Regions from separate parts of the Zea mays genome. Here region 1 is linked to region 2. A link is a contact called in public Hi-C data. All regions are on one chromosome and are shown on one strand. Each heading gives the region's core, a stretch centred on a gene start, on an enhancer-like site or on the middle of the called end of the contact. The rest is flanking DNA. Distances are from core to core; before and after follow the strand shown.

Region 1 (4,249 bases), core at 775-3,274, 270 kb before region 2:
CGACAAAACAAACTAGATATCCATGCTATTTGTGCAGGTCAACTTGGTAGCTAGAGCATCTTTATAAGATATCGTATCCAATCTCCTATACCTAAAAGATATTATTTTAGAAGTTGGAGGTGCAGCAATATGTCCTGTTTATATCTCCTATACCTAAAAAGCAGTATACTTTTAAGATATTTATAAAATAAGCATCTTTTCTCCTGAATAGATGAGACAGCCCTCTCGGTACCATCGATAAAGAATTATATTTGCTATAAATTATAAAAGTGCTCTTTTTATATCCAAAACATAATTTTCTAAAATGATTTATAGGGGGGGGTGCAATATAAGTATTTGATCGAAGCGGATGGGGGTGTTTGTTTCCTTTTTCAAGGCGCGCGCAGGAGATAATGTCTTGTATGTAAATGAAATAAATTCTGTTTTGCAAGCTTCAAATGGTTTGGTCACTAGAGGTTTCATTCTGTTTTCAAGGAGTAAAATTACCTTTATAGCGGGATGAAATAAAATTTCCATTCATTCCCTTGTGTTTCTTAGATCATCTTTAAGAGGGGCTCTAAATATGGTTGTGATTTAAAATATAGGGCTCAGGACCAAAAATCACCCTTCGACAATAGCTCTATTTCATAAAGTGTTATTAAATGATTATAGAGCTCGGTCTCTCGGGTCATAAATATAATTCCCCGTATATTAGAGTCATATCATCGTTTTCTTTTAATCTCCAACTATTTTTCTCGAATAATATGATTTAGTTTCAAAATAGTATTATTTAAGGTCCAACTATTGAAGTGTAAATTTATTTCAAGCTCTAAACAAATATGGTCCTATTTTAGTTTTTAGGGCTCTATTTAAAGCTTCTGGTTGTATATGCACTTAGTGAGTTTCTAACTATGTCATAGAATCTCATTCAATTCAATGAATCGAAACATGAGGAATCCCTGCAAGTTTTATTTGCATCGATTATCTTCAACAATGTCTTAAACCAGTGTCCTATCGAGTTCAATTCATAAAGAAACAACTCCAACAATGTTATATTTTACAAAAAAAAAATATCAAAAAATAGAGCAGACCATAAAGTAACCTAAATATACTAAATCTCGGATTGCTGCTCTATCCTTGTTTTCTACATCATCTCGATCTTTTCTTTTTGAATAATATAATTTATTTCCTAAAACACATAATTTAGACGATCTTTTCTTTTTAAATAATACAATTTATTTCCTCAAATACATGATTTAGGGTTTGACTGTTAGAGCTTAATTTGTTTGAAGTATGCTAAACATTGTAAACAATATAGTATTTTAAATTTAGAGACACTATTTTGATGGCACACTATTTGGTTCTACAGAACTAAACTTTAGTCTCTCTCTTTTAGTTCCTTTTAGGAGCTAAATTGTCAATACAAGTTATAAGTGAAGGACTAAATTGTCAAATTAGTCTATAGTCCTTTGAGGGGATGATTAAAAGGGACTAAAGCATATTCTGGACTATATTTACCTCTCATTATTGTATGTGTCTCTGATTAATTACTTGCTGGAAGCATTATTTTTGGTCTTTGGTCATCTGTTTTAATGGTCTTTAGTTTTTAGACAAACAGAATAGGGACTAAAGTTTAATCTTACACTAAAATTTAGTAGTAACGGAACCAAAAATTCGTCACACAAACGTTTTAAAGCGAACAATACAAACAAAAAAAATGGTTGATAGTTGTAGGCTTGTAGTAGGTGGCGGACTGATTCAATTTACTGCCCTGCCCCCGCAGCGAAAATCCGGATCGCACCGCCCGCAGTCCGCATAGGATACGCGGCGCGCGTGACGCTCGCTCTCCGAACCGCATTTGTCCGCGTCTCATGGCGCATGGACGGCTACGGCCAGAGCCGTGCAGGGGTGGGGGGCAGGAGCGTAACTTCGCACGTCACGGGAGCATCCAGACCCCGCGCCGCGTGGGCGGCCAGATGGCTGGCCTGCTCCCCCGCCCGGCCTTATAAAACGGGAGCAAGGCCGCAGGTCGTCTGTCCACTGCGACTGTGAGCTTCGTTCGTTCAGTTCATCCGTGTTCTTGTTTGCGAGGTCGAGAGAGAGAGGATGTCGTGCTGCGGAGGCAACTGTGGGTGCGGCTCCGGCTGCAAGTGCGGCAACGGCTGCGGAGGGTAAGCCCCGTCCAGTCCGCGTTGCGCTCTCGGCCGGAGTCAGATCTGACGGCGGATGAACATGTGTATATATATATATATATATATATATATATATATATGTGGTTTCCGGCCCTGATCTGCACGCCTTCCTCCATGGCTGGCTGGCTCTGCTTTTCGTCTTGCTGCATGCGCTTCGATTCACGTCCATCCATCCATCCACGGATCGGAACCGAACCTTTGCTGCCTTTTTTTCTCGTCATGCTCATCGTTATCGATCTGTATGTCTGTCTGTCTCTACATGTATGCAGGTGCAGCAAGATGTACCCGGACATGGCTGAGCAGGTGACCACCACCACCCAGGCTCTCATCATGGGTGTCGCACCATCCAAGGGGTATGTGCTCCCTCACCCCTCTCTCTCGATCGGCGCCAAATAACATGTGGTGTTGAGTTATTATGAGCTGTGTACTACTGTCGGCATATGGATGGATAGGCGGTGCCAGTATGGTAGAGAACAGAACGCGCCAAATATCTCTTTATGTTCTCTTTATGGTGGTGATGGTATGGATGCAGGCACGCCGAGGGCGGGTTCGAGGCGGCCGCCGGAGCTGAGAACGGCGGGTGCAAGTGCGGCGGCAACTGCCAGTGCGACCCCTGCAACTGCGGCAAGTGAGCTAGGTGCTCCACCCTGCAGGCCGGCCGGAGGAAGCTAGCTAATTATAAAGCTTAATAAAGTATAGCGGCGTCGCTGTGTGTGTTTCGAGTCAGTCAGTCAGTTGCGTGCCATGGCATGCTCTGAGTCTGAGATGATGATGATGGCTGATGGCGGCGTCGTGTCCTCCCCTGGCCTCCTGGGGCGCTTCTGGCGAGCAGTGTGTTGTGTTGTGTGGGTGCCGCACGCTAGCAGGCTAGCCATGTGCCCTGCTGTGTTGTGTCACCATCCATCTATAATCTTATCCATACCCCACCTTTTGTGTGATGCGTGTACCCTTTCCTGATGTCTGTTCCCGGGAGTATAAGGGGGGTGTTTGGTTCCTCTCCTAATTTTTAATCGCGTCAGATGTTTGAAGGCTATTTTTAAGTACATTATACATGTATACTAAAAATCTTAGGAGAGCTTTTAGTGAGGCTCTATGCGCCAGCCCCACCGCTACCTCTGTCCAGATTAGTGCTGGGAGTATAGGCCGAACTTTTTGGGCCAGCACGAGCACGACCCGAAAATAAGAGCCCAAAGCACGGCTCGGCATGAAATAATTTGGACCGGGCTAGCACGGCCTGAAGGCGGGCTTGGGACGGGCCTCAATTTCCGGCCCGTCAGGCCCCCAGCACGGCCCGCATAGATGGGCCGGGCTTGGGCCGGCACGGTCCAATTAAGCCCAATCTATTTAATTTCTTTAATTTAGTAAGATATCGACTTTATATTGTTGTTATATTTAGAGTTTATGTGATCAAATGATGCTACAATTGTTTAATATCTTTAATTTAGTAAGTTATGAACTTTATATGATTATAATATTTTGAGTTTATGTGGTCAAATACACGGGCCGGGCTTGGGCCGGCACGGCCCAAAGAAGGCACGACGTGGTTTAGGGCCGGGCTGGGCCACTGTTTTTATACTTCGGGCTGGCACGACACAGTCCAAAAATTATTTGGGCTTTACTGGCCCGAACCTGTTTGGCACGATGGGCTTGGGCTGGGCTGGCCCGGCCCGGCCCGGCCTAATTCCCAGCACTAGTCCAGATACAAACTAAACGGTAAGACGAAACTATTAAGTCTATATAGTTCATGATTCGTCTATATAATGCTACAATAAACATTTGCTAATTATGGATTAATTTGACCTAACAAAATTATCTTGTCGTTTGCTAATCATGGATTAATTTGACCTAACAAAATTATCTTGTCGTTTAATACTCACCTATATAATAATTAATTTTATAATTAAACTATATTTAAGACATGTATTCGGTATACGCTTTAGTACCTGTAAGTCTGTAACCAAATGCCCCTAGTCACTACCGGACACAGCTCCTTTGCCGAGTGTCTCAGACACTCGGCAAAGGCTATTTTACATTTAGCAAAGGCTTTGCCGAGTGTAACAATCGGCAAAGAACGCTCG
Region 2 (3,968 bases), core at 673-3,172:
AAGACTCTAGCAGCGCCCACCCCCATGAACCAGGTGTGTGCCCTCTTCTGTTTCCCCTTCCCTATCAATTGGCGCGTGAGAGAGACGGATTATGGCCTCATGGGACCTGTAGGTACACAATCGCCAGCACGTGACTCCTGTCGTTCTCCTTCACGCGCAAATCTCCCGCACCTGCTCCCGCATGCAATTTTTCCATGCACACTCCTCCCCCATGCCCACACTTGTGCGGCATCTGCCTCAGGCTGCTCAGGCCTTAAACTGCACCAAATCGTGCCTAGGTGACAATTTATGCTGCAAGGTGGACGCCATAGCCTGATTGGCCGTGGCAAGCCAACGCCCAGCCTACTCGACCGGACACCAAGGTGATGTCTTAAAAAGCATGATAGCAAGATCAATACCCTGGCTTGATATGCACCTAACATATTTACACAACCATCCTGATCCTTAGTAAGCAATTCTCCTTGAAGAAAAAAGAAATGAAGGAACTAAACGCAAGGAAAGTATTCCATACAAAGAAGTGAACAGAACAGCATTTCAGTTATACAATCTCCTTAAGAAACAAGATGTCACAATGCTGCCCAAGTTGCCACATAAAGGCAAATCCTACCTTGCAGCTAATCCAGAGGCATATAACAGTCCTACTTGACATGTCAATAGCCTACATAGTACCCTTTAAAAACGCTACAACTCCGGAGATGCTACACATCCTGGTTCAAGAGGCTTGGCTACAAACATCGTACCTTACTAACACCCATAAAAGTAATCTGAATACTAATTACTAAAGGATGCCAATTACAACCAGATGAACTAACCACACCAATACACAAACTGATAAACAAACTAGCTCCGAAAGTTGACTCAGTCACTCACCATCAAGAAAAGCTCAACAAATCACGACAGCTTACCAGAATTAAGCGACAATTCCAAAAACATTAGGCAGATAAAAAAGATAACTAGTATATTTCATGGCAAAGCATAATTGCAATCTCCTTCAACAGATAAAGTGATCAGTAAAAGCAGTTGATAGAGGTTGAATTTCCAGAAACCTTTAATATTAAGCTCAAAGTAGGTATAAGTATAACTAGCTAATGCACATATGTAGTACAGTAAAAAGGGGCATCCAAGCATTAATCAACTAGCTAGAATTGAAAAGGAGCTGAATCAAACATATTGCACAGTTGCACACAGTCAAAATTACCTCTGACTCACCACCAGCAATGGTATCCCAGAGCTCCTGGATCTCCCTCTCCCCATCATCCTGGTCATCCCTACCGCCTGAGTCCCTTCCTCCTGATCCCCGCCTATCCCTCACCATCCCAGTGTCCCTCCCCCTCCCGTCGTCCTCCATCCGCATTTTCTTAGCCTTCTTCTCCCTGCCCGCCCCGCCCCTCGCGAGGTCCCTCAGCGACGACGAGCCCTTCCTCTTCCTCGCCTCAGCCGAAGGGTCCGCGTCCTCGTCCTCCAACCCAAAGTCATCCAGCCCGTCATCGCCGGGCATGCCTCCACCGCCGCCCTTCTTGAGAAGGCGCTTTCGGGGCTTGGAGGAGGACCCTGCCCCGCCGTCGTCGCCGTGGACGGGGGTCGGAGAGCGGTCGCGGGTCCAATCGCCGCCGCCGTCGAGGTCGTCATCGAGGTCTTCGTACGGCTGATGCTCAGGGGAGGGTTCCCGTTCGTCGAGGTTCACGATCGGCTCGCCTTCGTCATCGTAGCTGGGAGTGTAGATCGAGGAAGGGAATCAAAGTGAGGCGTCGAAACCCTAGGAGAGGCAGAGAGAAATAGGGGGCACGGAGCGGAGAGATACTTACTTGTCCCCCATGCTGACGGCGGCGAGACGGGAAGCGAAACCCTACGCGAGGCGAGGAGAGAGACGAGCTGGAGCTGGAGCGGGAGGAGGTGAGGAAGAAGAGTCGTCGGTGGACCGTGGGAGCCGGCGACGCCGCGACGGGGAGGAAAAGGATTGGGGGCGACGCAAAGGCGTAAAATATAGATGGGCTGTAATTTTTGGGCTTTTCGGCCCGTCGGACACGCAAGAATTCTCCTCGAACCTGATCGGGTGCTGATAAAATGCCCTGGTTGACTGGCTATGTCCGTGCGAGCCGCTTGGTGACAAAATTTTAGCGACTAATCACTAGTCTTATAACTCCATTAGGTGAGTGCCCGTGCGTTGCGACGGGAATAAAAAAAATTATATGAAACATATATTATACCAAAGGAAGATCTTGGTAGGATCATTAGGGTCAACATATTTTAACATATATCAAGTGTTTTGCCAATTCAGCTAACATATATCAACTCACGCATAACACATCCTATCATACATATTGGCAGAAAATAGCTATCACAACACAATTGATGGTAAAAGTAAATATATCTATCTCTACTAATATAGATAAGTGCCGGTTCTTTTGCACTGCTCATTTATAACCATGGCCCAAAGTCCCAGATCGTTAGTACTTGTCAACTCTCCCTTGGATCTTGCATTATATTTCTCATAAGAATTAAGTGGAATGGATACTCCTCTGAGTAAGGACAACAACTTTCCAAAGATACTCCAACACAAGTGACTCCAAAGCAATGCAGTTTACTAAGCAAAAGTAAATAGCTTTGCTTCTTGCATGTGAGATGCCAGATAACATGTGATGTTTTCCCAGTGGTCATATTCACATTTCTGGTGTGCTGTTTAAATCTGATCTTTGTCATTATTGAACCCCGAGTTTCTTCACAGTTCATTTTTGTAAGACCCAAAATCTGTATAAGAAAAAAAAATAATAAAATAAATATATGAAGAAATGAAATAGTAAATTCTAACATCTCAACTTATGCTTGAGCAATGAATGTGAGGAATGAATTTTGAAAACCAAGAAAATGAAGGTAGGAAAGGAGGGAAGAAAGAAAGATGATACAATACAAAATAATATTATTAAATAACTTCATCACATGATGATATGACCAAATTGCATAGTTAGTATGAATTTAAATTTGCACTTCAGTTTGAATTCTAAATCTGGATTTAAAATAATTAAGAACAAATGAAAACAGAAAATAAAATCAAAAGAAAAAAAAAGAAAGCTTACCTGGGCCCATACCTCATCTTTTGGCCCACCAGATGAAGCCAGCCGCGCGGCCCAACCAGGAAGTAGCGTGCGCCTGACCGTGGGGCCCGCTTGACAGCGGTCTGCTCGCGCCCACATTACGACTGGGTCGCCTCACTGGGATCGTGGTCCACCCAGTCAGCCGTCGTTCGCTATTTCCTCACGCACCTCGCTCATTTCACTACCGCGTGGGACCCGCTGTGTCATCCCCAATCCCACCCAGTCGTCGTTCACCTCAACCGAATTGCAACGGCCGGATCGAGATCCTCGCCGCGGACTTCGCTGCCAAACCCGACGACTTGGCTCAGCCTAAAGCTTTATAGATCGTGCTGGCAATCGCGTCCGCATACACTTCGTAACCCCATAGACATCAACGGGAAAGCCTTAAGCCTGAGAACCCTCGTCGCCGCGCGTTGCATACTGGTCCACCACCGCAGCCGGACTCGACGACGCAGGACCCACAGCTCCACCGGCCTCACTGCCAGCTTGCCTCGCCAAATCGCCAGGATCACGACGCCCCACCTGCGACCGCCGGCGGACCCAGGACGGTGTGCCGTGATTTCTCCTCCGCCATTACCGAGAAGAAATAGTTCCGCTGCTTGGGCGAATCCCTCTGCGTAGGCATTCGGGGAATGGATTCGCCGAAGTCGCCGTGGGGGAAACACCCTACCGTCGTCGTTCGGACGTCCGTGAAGGAGCCAGGGGTGTTCGCCCAATCGTGTTGTGCGTCTTCGCGAACTTGTGGTGGCCGGAGATCACTACGGCGGCGGAAATCTCTTGGATGAAGGGCTCGGGAATCGTCAAATCCAGTGCCGGTGCATCTTCGGTAAGGTCCACAGCTTCTTCCCCGCATCCGCTGCACGTATTGGTGCCTTA

The links. A called contact is a pair of places that touch in the nucleus more often than the background predicts.
Region 1: a contact with region 2 is called in a Hi-C map of leaf, with 10 times the contacts expected there. The contact joins the promoter of LOC103634827 here to the promoter of LOC100282789 in region 2. A contact is called at or near these places in 4 of 25 Hi-C or Micro-C datasets (bundle sheath, ear, leaf and 1 more).

Annotation. Positions count from the first base shown.
Region 1 is chr8:14,982,786-14,987,034 of Zm-B73-REFERENCE-NAM-5.0, reverse strand. LOC103634827 (metallothionein-like protein 2A) reads left to right here and starts at 2,024. Exons shown (of 3, transcript NM_001353170.1): 1 at 2,024-2,150; 2 at 2,441-2,524; 3 at 2,704-3,134. The coding sequence starts at 2,086. The coding sequence ends at 2,803.
Region 2 is chr8:14,713,922-14,717,889 of Zm-B73-REFERENCE-NAM-5.0, reverse strand. It overlaps LOC100282789 (IWS1 C-terminus family protein), which reads right to left and starts at 1,922. Exons shown (of 11, transcript NM_001155695.1): 1 at 1,806-1,922; 2 at 1,199-1,709. The coding sequence starts at 1,816.